Regions from separate parts of the Mus musculus genome. Here regions 2, 3, 4 and 5 are each linked to region 1. The links are chromatin contacts, called in public Micro-C, promoter capture Hi-C and targeted proximity ligation maps. All regions are on one chromosome and are shown on one strand. The core of a region is the stretch at or near the end of the contact, and the rest is flanking DNA. Distances in the headings are between cores, read along the strand shown.

Region 1 (2,988 bases), core at 432-2,931:
AGACACAGACCCTACTCCCTGAGGCTACAGACGAAAGTTGCTCTGGCTCTGACATATCCATCCCTGAGCCATCCCCAGGTTTGGGGTAGCAAGCTGGGACCTGAGTAGCTGAAGCACCTACAAAGCCGGAGGCCCTCCATGTAGTTAACTGACTAGCCGACCTCCCCTCCTCTCTTTTTCCTTCCTGCTCCCTTCTCTCTCTTTTTCTAGCAGAAGACAGAGGATGTAAAGCTCTCCCCCAGAAGGAACGCCCAGACACTGAGAAGGTGGACGAGAGGGAGGGGCAGGAATGACTAGAAGGTCCTTGTCTACCCCACCCACCCACAATATGTGCAAAGAACGAGGGTGTTTGAAAGCCGGAAGTAGTCAAGGGGGCTGGAGACCCAAGACCCACCCCCTCAGATTTTCTTGAGCACTGTGGAGCTGGGCACCCTTTCGCTGTGGAGCACCAAGGAACTACCCCTCCCATCCCTGCCGGTTCATTAAGGCCCTGGATGCCTCAAGAGGGGGTGACGGCAAAGGCAACTGGAACAGCCCAATAACCCCCACAAATCCAATTTCACCTCCAGGAGCCCACCCAGGGTCCTTGTGGTCATACCCCCATCCCAAAGAACCCAGGCAGACTGCTCCTCCCTCTGGGGGAGAAGGCTGGAGCATGAGAAATGGTTCCCACCTCTTTGAGGTGGAGGGATAAGCCCAGGGCTCAGAAGACTCCTCTACCCTTCCAGTACTCTGTGACCAGAGCCCCACCGCTGCCCTCAAGTATATTCTCAGCCAAGCAGAGCCTCCTTCGACCGGTTTCCCTCTCTGTCACCCCCCAGCTCTCCCCAGCAAGCTTCTCTCCTCTCCCTCAGGCCCCCCATCTTGTCCAGCTCTTCCCCGTCACAGACTCATCTATGCCTAGAGCATCCTGGCATCTTCCCCTCTGCTCCCTCCTGATAACCTCCTCTCCCCTTGGCTCCCATCCCCCAGTAGTCTTTTCTTCAGTGGTTGCCCCCAGACCTCCCTCTCCACTTCCCAAACCTCTCTCCAGCCTGCCTCCTCTCCCACTAAGACCAGTGTTTCTCCCCTGCAGACCCTTCAGACCACAACAGCTCGCAGCTTCTCTGGTCCATCACTGCTTCCAGCTGCCAGGACCAGCATAGACTGGGACCTCCCCCCACCCCTATTTCAGAGCCCTTCTCACAGCCCTATGGATGCCCCTCCTTCAGACCCCCTTCCCCCATCGACCCTCCCTCACCACCTTGCATTCGCCCCAGCTCAGGGCCAATGCCCCTTCCACAGGGAGTCCCCCAACCTCCCCCAGCGGCTTCGCCTCCTCGCTGTCACCCAGCCAGCCCTCTCTGCTCGGCGCCCCCGCCCCCCAATCCGTCCTTTCTGCATCCGCCGCCCCCTCCGACCCGCTCCCCTCCCCCGATTGGCTCCCGCCCCCCACCCGTCTCCGCCGCAGCCCCCCCCCCATACCTGGTTTTGGGGGCGCCAGGAGCTGAAGGGTAGGGATCCGAGCCTAGAGACCGCTGGGTCTACGGCAGGTAACAGATCCTGGGCCAGCGATATCGGCTGCCTCGCGCCTCCTGGTCCCCGCCGCGTCCCCGCCCGCCCCGCCGCGGTGCCGCTCCGAGGAGGATGCTCTGAGAGTCAGGGCGGCTGCTCCCGCCGCCGCATCCCTGCAACACCGACTGACGGCAGCATCAGCACCAGGACCCGCCCCCCAAGCACACGCATTGGGCCACGCAACACTGACGGACGAGTGGCACAGCCAATGCGAAGATGCAGAAGCCGCCAGTCCCGCGGCTCCATGACCCGCCTCCCTCCTCCGCGAGGACCCAGGCGTCCCGGCCCCAGGGCATCCGAGCCCTTTCCCACCTCTCTGGACCTTTGCCCGGACGTCCAGGCCTCTTAACCCAGCAGGTGCTCTCCCCAGGCTCGGGGTCTTGGGAATCCAGGTACCCTAGCCCCTTCTACCTTTGGTTGGGTTGTTGGATCCCACACCCACCCGCCCCTGCCGGCGGGTCCCGAAGATAGTGCCCAGGGCTGGGACAAACCAAAGGAGAGGACTGAACCCCGACTTGAGGCACCGAGAGAGCAGGACCCGAGCAGGGCCTTGGCCACAGCGCCCTCTGCTGGCTGAGTCTGGGGGGGCTGGCCTGGGCTACCCGGAGCCAAGGAAGCCTCTCCCACCCCAGGACTGCTAGTGGCTTTTCCAGTCGCTCGCAGAGACCCTACCAATCACTGTCTCTGTATCCTCTAGCTGGAAGCCTCCGGAACTGAAGAGCTAGGGGCTTTTCTGAGATAAGGACGAAGCTTGGAGGTTGGCAAGATTCTAAGCTAGAGACAGTGGGGTTTCCCAGCCCAGACTCATGGGAATCCCAGAGTTTGGAACCAGCTTTCCACCCCTGTGGAAGGCTTTTCTGGGGTAGGAAAAGGCTAGTGGTGGGGTGGAAGCTACCCACTCCCTGTTACTGAATACAAATCTAGTAGAATCTTCCCTTCGAGCTCCTACCCTTAGCTGTGAGTTTCAGAGTGTGGTCCTGGCGTGCAAGTCTTCTGCAGTAAGAATGTCTGCATCGCCGTGTTTGTGTCAGAGTGTGAGGAAGGAACACCCCTCTTCATTTACTCCACCGAGAAAAGGTAGATCCAGCGCCTAGGTGTGTATACCATTACCTAAGTTGGACACAAGGCTTCTCAATGAGACAGTGTGCCGGCGTGGGTGTGGCCGTGGGTGTGTGGCAGACCATTTTGCCAGTTCTCTCCAGGCCCCTGATTTCTGTTACAGGGCCTGTGATCTGCACAGCTGGTAGCAGTTGGCATTTCCTTAGCCAGAGGCAATATGCAAGAACACACGTCCAACCACTAATGTATGCAGATACACATGGGGGCACACAGCCATGCACACCTATTCATGTGTGCCCAGCGTTTCCAAGAAACACAAAGGGACACTGCAGAGATGCCCCACCATGGTAAGTCACCACGGGGGGTGGGGGGACA
Region 2 (2,747 bases), core at 137-2,636, 250 kb before region 1:
TTGTTTGATTTAAATATTTATACTTAAATAAATAATAGTTTGTTTGTTTAAAACAGGGCTCGCTTCTTAACCTGGATCTTGTTGTGTAGACCTGGATCTTGCTGTGTAGACCAGGCTGATCTTGAACTTACAGACCATCTGCTTGCCTCAGCCTGGAGGCTGGGATTAAAGGAGCGCTCAGCACACCTTCTCCTTGAATACTTAAACCACACAAAGCTGCCCTTCAGTATCTGCAGAGGGTGCCCTCCCCACAACGGAATCTGCAGATGCTTATTTGCATAAAATGGCATGATATTTGCATATAACCTAGGTGCATCCTCTCTTATAGTTTAAAATGGCTCTAGATTTCTGCTAAGACCCAATACTATGCAAATGCTATGTAAATAGAGAATAGCGGCACAGAGAAGTCTGTTCATATTTAGTACAAATGCTGGGGTTTTTTTTTTTTTTTTAAATAGTTTAGCTCAAACGTTTGCTAAATCCGTGGATTTGGAGCTCGAAGATACTAAGTGTTGCCTGAGCCACTGAGGTAGACTGGTGCATCTTAGAGGTAGGGAGATGAAGAACTTGGGGCCAGCCTAGGCTACAGAAAAGCTTGCCTGGAAAACAAACAACCCCCCAGACAAACAATTTAAACATGACGCCCATGATTAAAATAAAGATAAATCAGCATACTGCTCATGTCTCAGGTTCTACTCTTTTTTTTTTTTTTTTTTTTTGGTTTTTCAAGATAGGGTTTCTCTGTGTAGCCCTGGCTGTCGTGGAACTCACTTTGTAGACCAGGCTGGCCTCGAACTCATAAATCCACCTGCCTCTGCCTCCCAAGTGCTGGGATTAAATAAAGGCGTGTGCCACCACTACCCCAAGTTCCACTCGTATTTTTAACCTTTCCCCTCTGAGACAGAGTCTCATGAAGCCCAGCCCAGCCATGAGTTAACTGAAGACATAGTCTCATGAAGCCCAGCCCAACCATGAGTTAAGTCGCTTCCAGGCTAAGGACGACCTTGAACTTCTGGTTTTCTGCCTTCATCTCCCGAGGACTGGGATTATAGGCCTGTGTCATCATCCTCGACTCATCTTAGTTAGCTAGCTAGTTTACTCATTTTATTTTTTTTTACAGAGGCAGATTGTCACTGTATAGACCAGGCTGGCCTTCAACTCGGGGTGCTAGGATTAAAGGTGTGTGTGTGTGTGTGTGTGTACACGCATGTGCACTGGTGGAAGTCAGAGGACAGTTTGGAGGAGTCGATTCTCCCCTTTAACGTGTGGGTCCTGAGGATAAAAGCTCAGGTCATCAGGCCTCGTTCTGCCTTTACCCCCCGAGGCCCCCCAGCTACGTTTAGAGCTTTTTAATAGCATTTCCCCTTTTTTGTCTTTCTAGTTCCTATTTGTGAAAGCTGTGGTTCCTGCTGCCTGTTCTGGTGTTGTGCAGGGTCCGGCTTCAGCTGGGCCTCCTCTCCTGCTGCCCTGGGGAAGGAGGCTTGATCTCCATCACCTGTGTGGATGTTGGTCCACTTGGCACCTGTAGGCACCTCCACTTCCATCTAGGGTTGTTGTTGTGAACTGTTGTGTTGAGGGAACAACGGCTTGTTCTCCCTCTCCATTGCCTGGGTGCCATTGGCTGGGACCTTCATGTCATAGACCTCAATTCACTGTAATTTTTCCATGTAATTGTGTAGTTGTAATTTTTAAGGTGTCACCAACTTTTCTTTTTTTTTCCTTTTATTTTTTTAACATTTATTTCTTTTGGTTGTGTTCACGTGCTTGTGTAGTACACACCACAGCACGTGTGAGGTGTTCGGAGAAGACTGCCTGCAGAATCATCCTCTCTACCAGGTGGGTCCCTGGAACCAAACTCAGGTCATCAGGCTTCGAAGCAGGTGCCCTTACCAGCTGAGCCATCTTATTGGCCCAGTGACCAACCTTTTCTGTGGAGGGCCAGACAGCACCTGTTTTAGGTTGCTGGTTGTGACTGCCTCTGTGGCAGGTCCTCCGCTGAGCCATGGGAGTGAGAAAGGCAAGGATGGCAAGACACTCAGGGATCCGTGGCGCCCACACAGCGCTGTGTGCAGACCCCCCAGTGCAGGCTTGATCGAGCTTGCTCTTCACAGGGGATGACATGTTCTTCTGTCCCAAGGCACACAATGCCTGGGGCTCCCAACTGCATTTTAACTTGAAAAATACAAAAAAATGAGATCAAACCCCAAAGCCCCGCTAGCTCTAGATACCACCACGCTTTTGGAGAAGTGTATAAATTGAGAAGTGAAAGACTTGGTGGTCTCTTTGTACGCCTTTAACAAGTGTTCCTGGGCAGATGGAGCCACTTCCTCTCACCTTCTCAGAACCAGAGGGCAAGAGCCCAGGGCATGTGTCATCTCCAGCCGTGTAGTGCCTCCATTCTGCCCCACAGATGTGTCTGCACAGGGGAAGGTCAGAGCTCGGACGTCCACCCTCTAGCCAGCTTAGCAGACTCTGGGATCCCTAAAGGGCTGAGAGGTTACATAGACACCCCACTAGCTGGAACCTTCTCAAAGGGGATACTGCTGCTGATGGTGAAGATGACCGTGGCTCCTTTTCTGAAAACCTTTTTACCAGTTTTCTTGTAAATAAACAGACAGAATTTAGAAAAATAAGTGTATATTTATCTGGTGTATGTGTATCTGTATGCGTGCCTGCTCATGCCACAGTGCATATGTGTGGTGGTGGTCAGAGGACAGCTTGCAGGAACCCCAGGATTGAATTCACTG
Region 3 (2,794 bases), core at 98-2,597, 210 kb before region 1:
CAAACTACAAGAAAGAGAGTCAGCCAAGCACCAGCATTTGTCTCTCTCTGCTCCTGACTGCAGATGTGATGGGACAGGCTGCCTCGCTTTCTCTGCTATGGTGAACTAGAGTCAATACCCTTCCTCCCCTCAGCCCTTCCTCCCCTCATCCATTCTTCCCTTCCTCCCTTCCCCTTCCCCTTCCCCTTTCCTCCTCTCAGCCCTTCCTCCCCTCACCCCTTTCTCCTCTCCCCTCCCCTCAGCCCTTCCTCCCCTCACCCCTTTCTCCTCTCCCCTCCCCTCAGCCCTTCCTCCCCTCAGCCCTTCCTCCTCTCCCCTCCCCTCAGCCTTTCCTCCCCTCAGCCCTTCCTCCTCTCCCCTCCCCTCAGCCCTTCCTCCCCTCAGCCCTTCCTCCTCTCCCCTCCCCTCAGCCCTTCCTCCCCTCACCCCTTTCTCCTCTCCCCTCCCCTCAGCCCTTCCTCCCCTCACCCCTTTCTCCTCTCCCCTCCCCTCAGCCCTTCCTCCCCTCAGCCCTTCCTCCTCTCCCCTCCCCTCAGCCTTTCCTCCCCTCAGCCCTTCCTCCTCTCCCCTCCCCTCAGCCCTTCCTCCCCTCACCCCTTCCTCCTCTCCCCTCCCCTCAGCCTTTCCTCCCCTCAGCCCTTCCTCCTCTCCCCTCCCCTCAGCCCTTCCTCCCCTCACCCCTTCCTCCTCTCCCCTCCCCTCAGCCCTTCCTCCTCTTGCCCACTCCTGTCAGACATTGGTTCACAGCAATGAGAAGGCTAACACAGGCTATACATACTTCGTCTCTACTCTTGTTCTGCCCACATTCCTCTGGCTCCCAGAGTTCCCCAGGCTCCATCCTGCCCTAGGACCTTGGACCCTCTCTTGGGAACATTCCACCTCTTGTCCCCAGTCGCCTCAGGCATCACTTCCTGTGGGTGACTCCAACCTCCCTGACACATTGAAGCTTGTATCTCATCTGCCTTGTGCTTCTCCTGGAGACAGTGGCCAGAGGTCTCCATCAACATATGTGATTATGCGGGGTTTGTCCCCAGGCCCCAACTTTGTTGCTTTGGGGTCTGGTAGAGAATGGAGCTCCATGTGGCATCTGACCCTGTCTTCCTATCAGAGCATACATTCCCACCCTTGGTCTAGCCTGGCCTCAGCCTCTCCACCCTCAGGAGACCCAGCTGCTCCAGTGCTCCCACACCCACTCCCTCCCTCCTTCTCTGTCTCTGGTGCCCCCCCCACCCCCCTCAGCGCAGAAATCATGTGACCCAGAGCCGACTGCCAGCCTCTATCCCTCTGTCTTTCCACACATGGGGTGGGAGTGGGGGGGACGACGACAGCTGAGGTCAGTCCCCTCAGAGCAAGTGTGTGTGTACATGCATCTGTCTGTCTATCTGTCTGCCAGTCTGATTGACTTTGCCAGAGTAGGAAGGAACAGCATTTATTATCTGGGTCTGAACTTCTCAGAGTAAAGAACAAATATAAAAACCTCTGCCTGGCTCTTCTGGGTCACCCCGACCTGAAGACTCCTGCAAGCCTTTGGGTCATTTTCTGTTTGTGGATTGTTCTTTTTTATCAGGGTTTTATCTAATATATTCTGAAATTTTAATAATTCTAGAACTATTCCAGGTAATGTAAAAGAGTCAACTTAACACAGCCATTACTCACCATTACTCACCCAGTAAAGTCGATGCCTTTTGACATTCAGGTTTGTGTTTGAGACAGAAATGACAGGACATGGAATGGACAGGTGAGCCATTTACATGAACAGGTAAATCTCAGCATTAGCTCACCCGCAAGACTGTGCAGCCATCGCCACCACCCAGGAACTCCATCTTCCCAGAGGAACTGTTCCAGTGAAACAGCACCGCTGCCCTTCTCTCTAGTCCCTAGAAAATGCCTTTCTTCCCTCCCTCCCTCCCTCCCTCCCTCCCTCCCTCCCTCCCTCCCTCCCTCCCTCCCTCTCTCCTTCCCTTTCTCTCTGCCCTTTCTTCTCCCCTCTCTCCTTCCCTCCCTCCCTTTCTCCCTCCCTTTCCCTCTGCCCTTTCATTTCTCTTCAGCAATTATTTCGTTATTCTCTGACAACTTTATACATCTGTAATGCACTTTGCTGCACTCCCCATTCCCCTCTCGCCTCTCCCACTCCTGCTGAGCCCTTCACACCAAGCTCAGGCATTTTGTTTTGTGGTTCAGTGACTCACTGAACTTAACAGAGGCTGCTGCCATGGGGTGGGCACAGGCATAGGTCACTTAGTAGCCACAGCACTGAAGAAGGTGACTCCTGCCTCCTACTTGTGGTGACAAGCATGAACCATCATTTTCTGTAGGCTCTGGGGTTTGAACTCAGGTCCTTGTGCTCATTTTACCCACTTTAGCACTTTACCTACTGAGCTGACTCCCAGCCCCTTGGCTTCTGCTTTTTAATGAACTGTTTTTCTTTAATTTTTCTATTGTTATTTTATTTTATGTGTATGTGTCTTTTGCATTCATGTATGGTTGTGCATCGTATGCATTCAGTATCCATGGAAGCCAGAAAAAGATTTCAGATCCCTTGGAACCGGAGTTACACTTGTGAGACACCGTTTGATGCTGAGAATTGACCCCGGTTATCTGGAAGAGCAAGTATTTGTAACAGATGGGCCATCTCCCCCAGACTCCTCTCTCCAGGGTCTCTCTGTGCAGCCCAGGCTGGCCTCAAACTCCCAGATCCACGTGCCTCTGCCTCCTGAGGTCTTGGATTAAAGTCATGTGCTACCATGCCTGATAATTAAGAAAATATTTTCAGCATGAGAAAAGTAATAGCAAT
Region 4 (2,983 bases), core at 474-2,973, 150 kb before region 1:
CTCTGAGGAGGCAGAGCTGGCTGCCCTCCTCTCCTTTGGGCAGGTGCCGTACCCTGTGGAGGGTCCCAGGGCCCCGTGTGCTCATCTTCACAGGCTGGACACCAGTCGATGCCGGGCTGTGGCTGTGGCTGGTGCACCTTGGCTCCCCACTTCTTTATCTGCTGTGGCCCTGTGGCCTTCAGTTCCCGAGTGCCTTGGGACTGGCCAGCATCATTCTGCCCATTCCACGCTAAGCAGGCATCCCAGAAGCTTTCCCTCTTTCTCCTGCCCTGGAGCAGGAGGGGCCTGAACCTCACCCTATCACTTTCAGTGGCTGAGTGGACCACAGCCCGCGGGAGGGCTGTTACCATGACAATCATGGGTCGTACTTACAGCACAGGCCAGATGGCCTTGGCTGGCCTGGCCTTTGCCCTGCAGGACAGGTGAGACCTCAGCTGACTATGTCCACCCCCTTCTTGGCCACCTGCCTGCTGTCCTGGTCAGTGCAGAATAAGGCCTCTTTTCATGGGAGACCTGTTGGGGTCTCTTTATCTCACCATCTAGCTGGCCACACCCCACTGGGAACCACAGGAAGGCAGTGACACTCACCATTTGTGAATGTTCCATCCAGAAGCCTGTGATCCCTGCCAAGTGGGGACCTGAAGTGGAAACTTGTCAGTTGCGTCAGATGGTGTTTTGCAGGGGCAGACTCGTGAAGGAATGTTCTTCTGAAGTGGACACAGGTGAAAGGATGTTCTGCTAATAAGGCAAGCATGTGAAAGGACACGTGATGAAGGATTGTTCACTAATGACACCTTACAGTGCATAGTTGAGCTGCATCTGTCAGGACCCCATAGAGAGAAATGTACCAAAAACCTTCTGATGGTGTGCTGAGGCTTCTTGCTTCCAAGGTTCAATTGGCAGAGTGACATCAGCTAAGACAGACTCGTGTTGCTGAGGCAAGATCCATGGAAGACATGTGATGTTTGGAGGGAGTATAAATAGGGCTCAGCAGACTGTGAGAGGGCTTGCTTGTAGAGGTAGCTGTACGACGCTTCTTGGTCTTGTGTCTTCGCTGATCTTCACTTCACTGAGAGACACAGCCAAGAACTTTTCCTGGAGTCCTGTTGGTACCTCCTGCTGACTCGAGCTGAGGCTGAGGCCTGGCTGTCTCTGCTAGGTCATGTCACCGCTGCTGATTCATGTTTGCTATCCTGAACTCTATTGAATTGGACTGCTGGTGTACCTGTGAAGTGTTCATGAGTGGATCAAGCTGCTGCCGCCTGCTAACCTGTAAACTGAACTGCCAATTTCCAGACAACACAGGAGTTGCTCCAGAGAATCTTTCTAAGCAGGTCCACTCCCCCTGTATCCTTTCTTTCCTACTACCTCTGGTGGGTGGTGGGAGGTCAAAGTGTTTAAGAACCGTCATTAGAAGTAGGCTTTGAAAAAATTAAAGTTACAGGGACCACACAGCATTGACTTGAGAGGGGGCATTACCAACACTTAAAACCAGGAGTTAAAAACAGAAACAAGCAATACTTTCATCTTTTATCGGAAAATGAGAAGGTTCTGGGTCCTACCACCTTCTCCATCACATCATCTCTACCATCCCCCCACCATCATCACCATGTTCCCCCTTATAATTCCCAACCTTCCCATCATCCCCACCATCACCACCACCGTTGCCATGCCCACCATTCCCACCATCAGCACCATCACTAGTATCCTCACTATCACTGCCCATCACAATATCTCTGTTACCACCTGTCTCGCCTCGGATCACAGCCAGTGTGTCTCCCACGTGCCTCATAGAACCCTTGATGTCTCCAGGGAAATGAGTCTGTTACTTGAGGCTAGCTATTTTAAGAAAACATGTGGCAGATATTCTGCAGAGGACAGAAGACACAGAACTCTGTGAAGACACCAGGAGAGCTATCAGAAACAGGCCAGCTAGCAGGGCCCAAGGTGAAGAGGACCAAACAAGCCCTTGGAGAACAGTAAGGGGCCAGCCTAGCCAGGGTGGGCATGCCATGGTGCCAGCCATCAGGGTGGAGAAGGAAGGTTAGGGCTTTGTGTAGCAAGCGACTCGTGGCTGCTCCTCATCCAGTTGGGAAGCCAGGCCTTGCTCTACCCATGAGGTGACAAGTGCTGACTGTCTCCTTACAAGCCATTTCACAGATGGGAAAAGTAAGTCCCAGGGGCGCGAGTAGTTGCTGGAGGGAAACTGAGCTTGAACTTTGGCCAAACAGCTTCCTGTTCCCCTTCCATCACCCACCATGCCCTGCACAGAGAGGCCCTGCCTTAGAGAAGCTTTGGCGATTAGCACATGCCCCTGTAAGCACGCTGAGTTGGCAGTGACATCCAACGGAACCTCTGAAGAATGAAGCTCCGGCTTGCCTGGAACCTGGTCTTCATTAACACCAAAGCTGGGGCTGGGAGGGTGGCGCAGTGGGTAGAGCTCCTGTCTATCATGCAGAAAACCCTGGGTTCAATCCCCAGCACCACAGAAAACAGGATACAGTAGGCTAGCCTGGGCTACATGAGCTCATCTCAGAAACCAAAAGCCGAAAAAGCCCCAAGATCTAAGAAGGAAAATCATTTGTTTTGCACTATAGTTAACCACCTATAGGTTATAATCACAAATAATACATCTCTGAACAAAAAGAATGAGATCAAATACTTTTTTTGCAATCTTTCATTTTTAGGGTTTTTCCCCCTCCCTCTTCTTGATAAATTAGAAGGAAGCCAACATCCAGAGCCCACCCCCACCCCCACCACCAACCTCTTCAAGGCTTCCTGGCTCTCCCAGGGACCACAGAGTATCTTTTGTTATTCAAATCAGAAGCTTTGAAGTTCTAACCCTGCCATTACCCACAACTCTCTGTTGTTCTCTCCGAAGGTTCCAGATCCTTTCCAGTCCTCCTCAGTCAGTGTTCACACACGTCTGAAACACGGGAGGATGTCACACGGGGCTTTGCCTCTGCAGCCCTGGCCCGGGCTG
Region 5 (2,964 bases), core at 286-2,785, 230 kb before region 1:
GGGGCCTCAGGAGTCCTTTGTGCTGTTTAGTTTTGGCTTCAATCTGGCTGTAACAGAGAAGATTCTAGTTACCAAGATTCTCCACAGTTCTTCATAAGAAAGCTAATGTGAAGGGCTGAGGGCCCCATGGGCAAACATCTGTGGCGGTGGGGGTTCTCTCAAGTTAGGGCTCACCAAAGACAAGACACTCTGGAGACGGGGTTCTGTGCCTCCATTTGCAGTGGATTTTGTATCTGGTCTTGCTTTGAGGAACTGGCAAAGAAGAATCCCAGGAGGGAGGGACTGGGAGCCATGGGGACAAAGCTCTGGGTTCATCCACCCTCCACCTGCAATAGCAGTGAAGGTGGGATGAAGGCCCTGGTGGCGAACCCTCTCTGCCCTGCACTAGGGCACGGTGACCCCCAGTGAACCCCCCAACCCCCCGAGCACTTGGGGATCTGCACCCATGCTTTTGCTCTTGAACGTGCATAACACAGGTCCCAGGGGGTGAACTTTGGTCTACTTTTTATTGCTTTTCTCATTAGAGAGAAAATCGAAGAATGAGACCTGAGATCGAAGGTCACCTGTTAGAAGGAAAGCTTTGCTCAGAGAAAAGAATTGAGCTAGTACTGTCTCAGCCCAGCTTTGCCCAAGCTGAGATGAGCATGCTCTGGAGGGCTCACACACACACACTCACACACACACACACACACACACACACACACACAGCATCTCACCCACCCCATCCCCACACACATATTTAGGATATGTGCATGCATAAATATGGAAGACTAGAAGTCAACCTCAGGAGTCAGCAGGGGTCTCTCACTGCACCCTGAGCTTGCCAATTCTAGCAGCCAGCTTGCTTCAGGGATTCCCTGACTTCTGCCTGGGGATCCGATTTCCAGTGTTCATGCATTCAAAGCAAGAACCTTACCCACGGAGCCACCTCCTGAATCCCCTCGGGGGTGTGCGTGTGTGTGTTGGTGACTTTACTGTTTAAAATGATCCCCATGTGAACTCCGCTCCAGCCTGCTGTGCACCCCCGGGAACACAATGCTCTGCCTTCCGTCTTCCTCCAGACATGAATAACACGACTGTTGTCTGAAGTTCAGTGTCAATGAGTCAAATTTCAAATGTGGAGTTTCTAAAACAGAAACAGACATAAAAGAAGACGTCTGTTGACGGCCTGATCTTAGGTCCCCAACCGTGGCTAGGTGCTGGGGGCTACGTTACAGAATGTCACCTCTGCAAGTTGTAACAATGATTTTAAAAATCTGTTTTTTCTTTTCCCAGTTCCGGGATGATGACTCTGAGACTAATTATTTATTATTAAATGTGCTGGCCATAGCTTTGGCTCATTCCCTTACTAGCTCATGACTTATTTAACTATTCAAACTTCTCTATGCCTACCACCTGGTTAGTTACCTGTCTTAGTACAGGCCTGCTTTTTTGAGTCTCCTCAGGATCTTCCTCAGCGTCTCCCTGAGTTCATATGCCTGCTGGGCCTTCTTGGCCCTCTCTCCCAGCTCGCAGTCTCTCTTATCCCTTACTATTTCCCAGAATCCTCTCTCTTCCTGCCAGTGTCCCACCTCCCATTTCCTGCTTCAGCTCATTGGCTAGCGGCTTTTTATTGGCAGGTGATACTTAAATTCTGTCTGCAGCAAGCGGGTCAAATGGCGCTGACTTTAGTCCCAAGACTTCACTCCTGCTTAGGTAGTCTGGGAGTGTCTGCCAGGTTGCTTTGCCTTGTACCACGCCACAACAAGCAATTGTATGAAGTCTATATTACCTCTAAATTTATATGCCAAAGCCCCTTGGAGAGTCCTGGGTCCCCGTGGGAGGCCCTGCCTCCAAAAACAAGTGAACAACCCTTGAGGAAGAGCACATGAGGTTAGCCTCTGACCTTCACACACATGTGTACCTGCATACAAATGTTCACCCATAAGCGTGCTCACATATTCTCTCTCTCTGTCTCTCTCTCTCTCTGTCTCTCTCTCTCTCTCTCTGTCTCTCTCTCTCTCTCTCTCTCTCTCTCTCTCTCTCAGAATCCAGGACCACCTGCCTAGGAATAGGGCCACCCACCAAGGGCTGGGCCTTCCCCATCAATAGTGATTAAGTAATTTGGTAGTAATTAAGTATTAAGAAATTGCCTTGCACCTGGATCTTATGAAGGCATTTTCTCAACTGAGGTTCCCTCCTTTCAGATGACTCTAGTTTGTGTCAAGTTGACACAAGTCTAGCCAGAACAGCATCTATTGAATATAAAGATTTTAATTGCATTTTGTTGTTCATATAGCTGTGTATCCCAGATCAGAAATTCCTGGACAGGAAGTGGTTTGGATTTTGGACTTATGGGATATTTGTGTATAACAATGAAGTATTTTGGGAACGACCAGAACCCAAGTCTAAATGGGGAATTTATGTGTGTGTCAGCATGTGTCATACACACACAAGCTGAAGTTATTTTCTAGAATATTTCATACAGGGTTTGAATATTTTATTTATTCTTTGAAAATTTTGTACATTGTATATAGTGTAACTTGGTCTTCCCCATTCCCCAATTCTTCCACCCTGGAGTTCTCCCTCAGCCTGTTCCCTTCCTCCCTTCCTTTCCCCACTAAGTCACAGACTGATCATTGTGGCTTGATCGTGTGCAGTGAGCAGAGCAGGAGTGCCTGAGTGGCTGGGCGAGTCCTGTCCAGAGGAAAGCGCTTCCCAGAGCCGGTCCATCCGCCGGCTTCTACAGTCTTCCCCACTCACAGTGCTCTTTGGAGGTGAAATTGCTACAGCTGTTTTTTCATTTGTTTGTTTTTTATGCTGTGTTAATTTAGGACTGAGCCCTCAGCAGTCACTTAGTCTCCACTCTCTGACTAGATCTGAGTCTCTGCAGTAACTGCTGCCCACTGCAGAGAGGAGCTTTCCTGACCAAGCCTGAGCAGCACTAAGCATAAATATCGAAAAGAGCTTGACACGTGCACTTAG

What was found. Promoter capture Hi-C pulls out the DNA fragments that hold promoters and counts their contacts. Hi-C and Micro-C count contacts between places; a contact is called where the count stands out from the background.
Region 2: a contact with region 1 is called in a targeted proximity ligation map of pro-B cells, with 4 times the contacts expected there. A contact is called at or near these places in 15 of 39 promoter capture datasets (the 3T3-L1 cell line, the C10 cell line, HPC-7-derived erythroid cells and 8 more), 20 of 484 Hi-C or Micro-C datasets (the CH12 cell line, the HL-1 cell line, cerebellar granule neurons and 15 more), 17 of 130 datasets of targeted methods (the 230-238 cell line, T-cell acute lymphoblastic leukemia, acute myeloid leukemia and 9 more) and 3 of 9 other capture datasets (adipose tissue, liver and macrophages).
Region 3: a contact with region 1 is called in a promoter capture Hi-C map of the SN4741 cell line, with 2.4 times the contacts expected there. A contact is called at or near these places in 12 of 39 promoter capture datasets (the 3T3-L1 cell line, 3T3-L1-derived adipocytes, the C10 cell line and 6 more), 4 of 130 datasets of targeted methods (bone marrow-derived macrophages, embryonic stem cells and pancreatic cancer cells) and 1 of 9 other capture datasets (liver).
Region 4: a contact with region 1 is called in a promoter capture Hi-C map of pre-B cells, with 2.9 times the contacts expected there. A contact is called at or near these places in 8 of 39 promoter capture datasets (the 3T3-L1 cell line, the C10 cell line, the HPC-7 cell line and 3 more), 13 of 484 Hi-C or Micro-C datasets (the 63-12 cell line, the C10 cell line, the N1E-115 cell line and 9 more), 3 of 130 datasets of targeted methods (astrocytes, embryonic stem cells and large pre-B cells) and 2 of 9 other capture datasets (adipose tissue and macrophages).
Region 5: a contact with region 1 is called in a Micro-C map of embryonic stem cells, with 2.2 times the contacts expected there. A contact is called at or near these places in 13 of 39 promoter capture datasets (the 3T3-L1 cell line, 3T3-L1-derived adipocytes, the C10 cell line and 8 more), 12 of 484 Hi-C or Micro-C datasets (the CH12 cell line, cerebellar granule neurons, cortical glia and 8 more), 12 of 130 datasets of targeted methods (T-cell acute lymphoblastic leukemia, acute myeloid leukemia, bone marrow-derived macrophages and 6 more) and 1 of 9 other capture datasets (macrophages).

Annotation. Positions count from the first base shown.
Region 1 is chr19:6,417,449-6,420,436 of GRCm38.p6, reverse strand. It overlaps Nrxn2 (neurexin II), which reads right to left and starts at 1,681. Exons shown (of 23, transcript NM_001205234.2): 1 at 1,465-1,681. Gm14965 (a long non-coding RNA gene) reads left to right here and starts at 1,675. Exons shown (of 3, transcript XR_879495.2): 1 at 1,675-1,946; 2 at 2,777-2,960.
Region 2 is chr19:6,664,075-6,666,821 of GRCm38.p6, reverse strand. No RefSeq gene overlaps it. Among named protein-coding and RNA genes, the nearest start is that of Gm32245, 98 kb to the right of the region's middle.
Region 3 is chr19:6,623,839-6,626,632 of GRCm38.p6, reverse strand. No RefSeq gene overlaps it. Among named protein-coding and RNA genes, the nearest start is that of Gm32245, 58 kb to the right of the region's middle.
Region 4 is chr19:6,569,606-6,572,588 of GRCm38.p6, reverse strand. Gm32245 (a long non-coding RNA gene) reads right to left here. Exons shown (of 3, transcript XR_879496.3): 2 at 589-1,225. Among named protein-coding and RNA genes, the nearest start is that of Gm32245, 4.0 kb to the right of the region's middle.
Region 5 is chr19:6,643,677-6,646,640 of GRCm38.p6, reverse strand. No RefSeq gene overlaps it. Among named protein-coding and RNA genes, the nearest start is that of Gm32245, 78 kb to the right of the region's middle.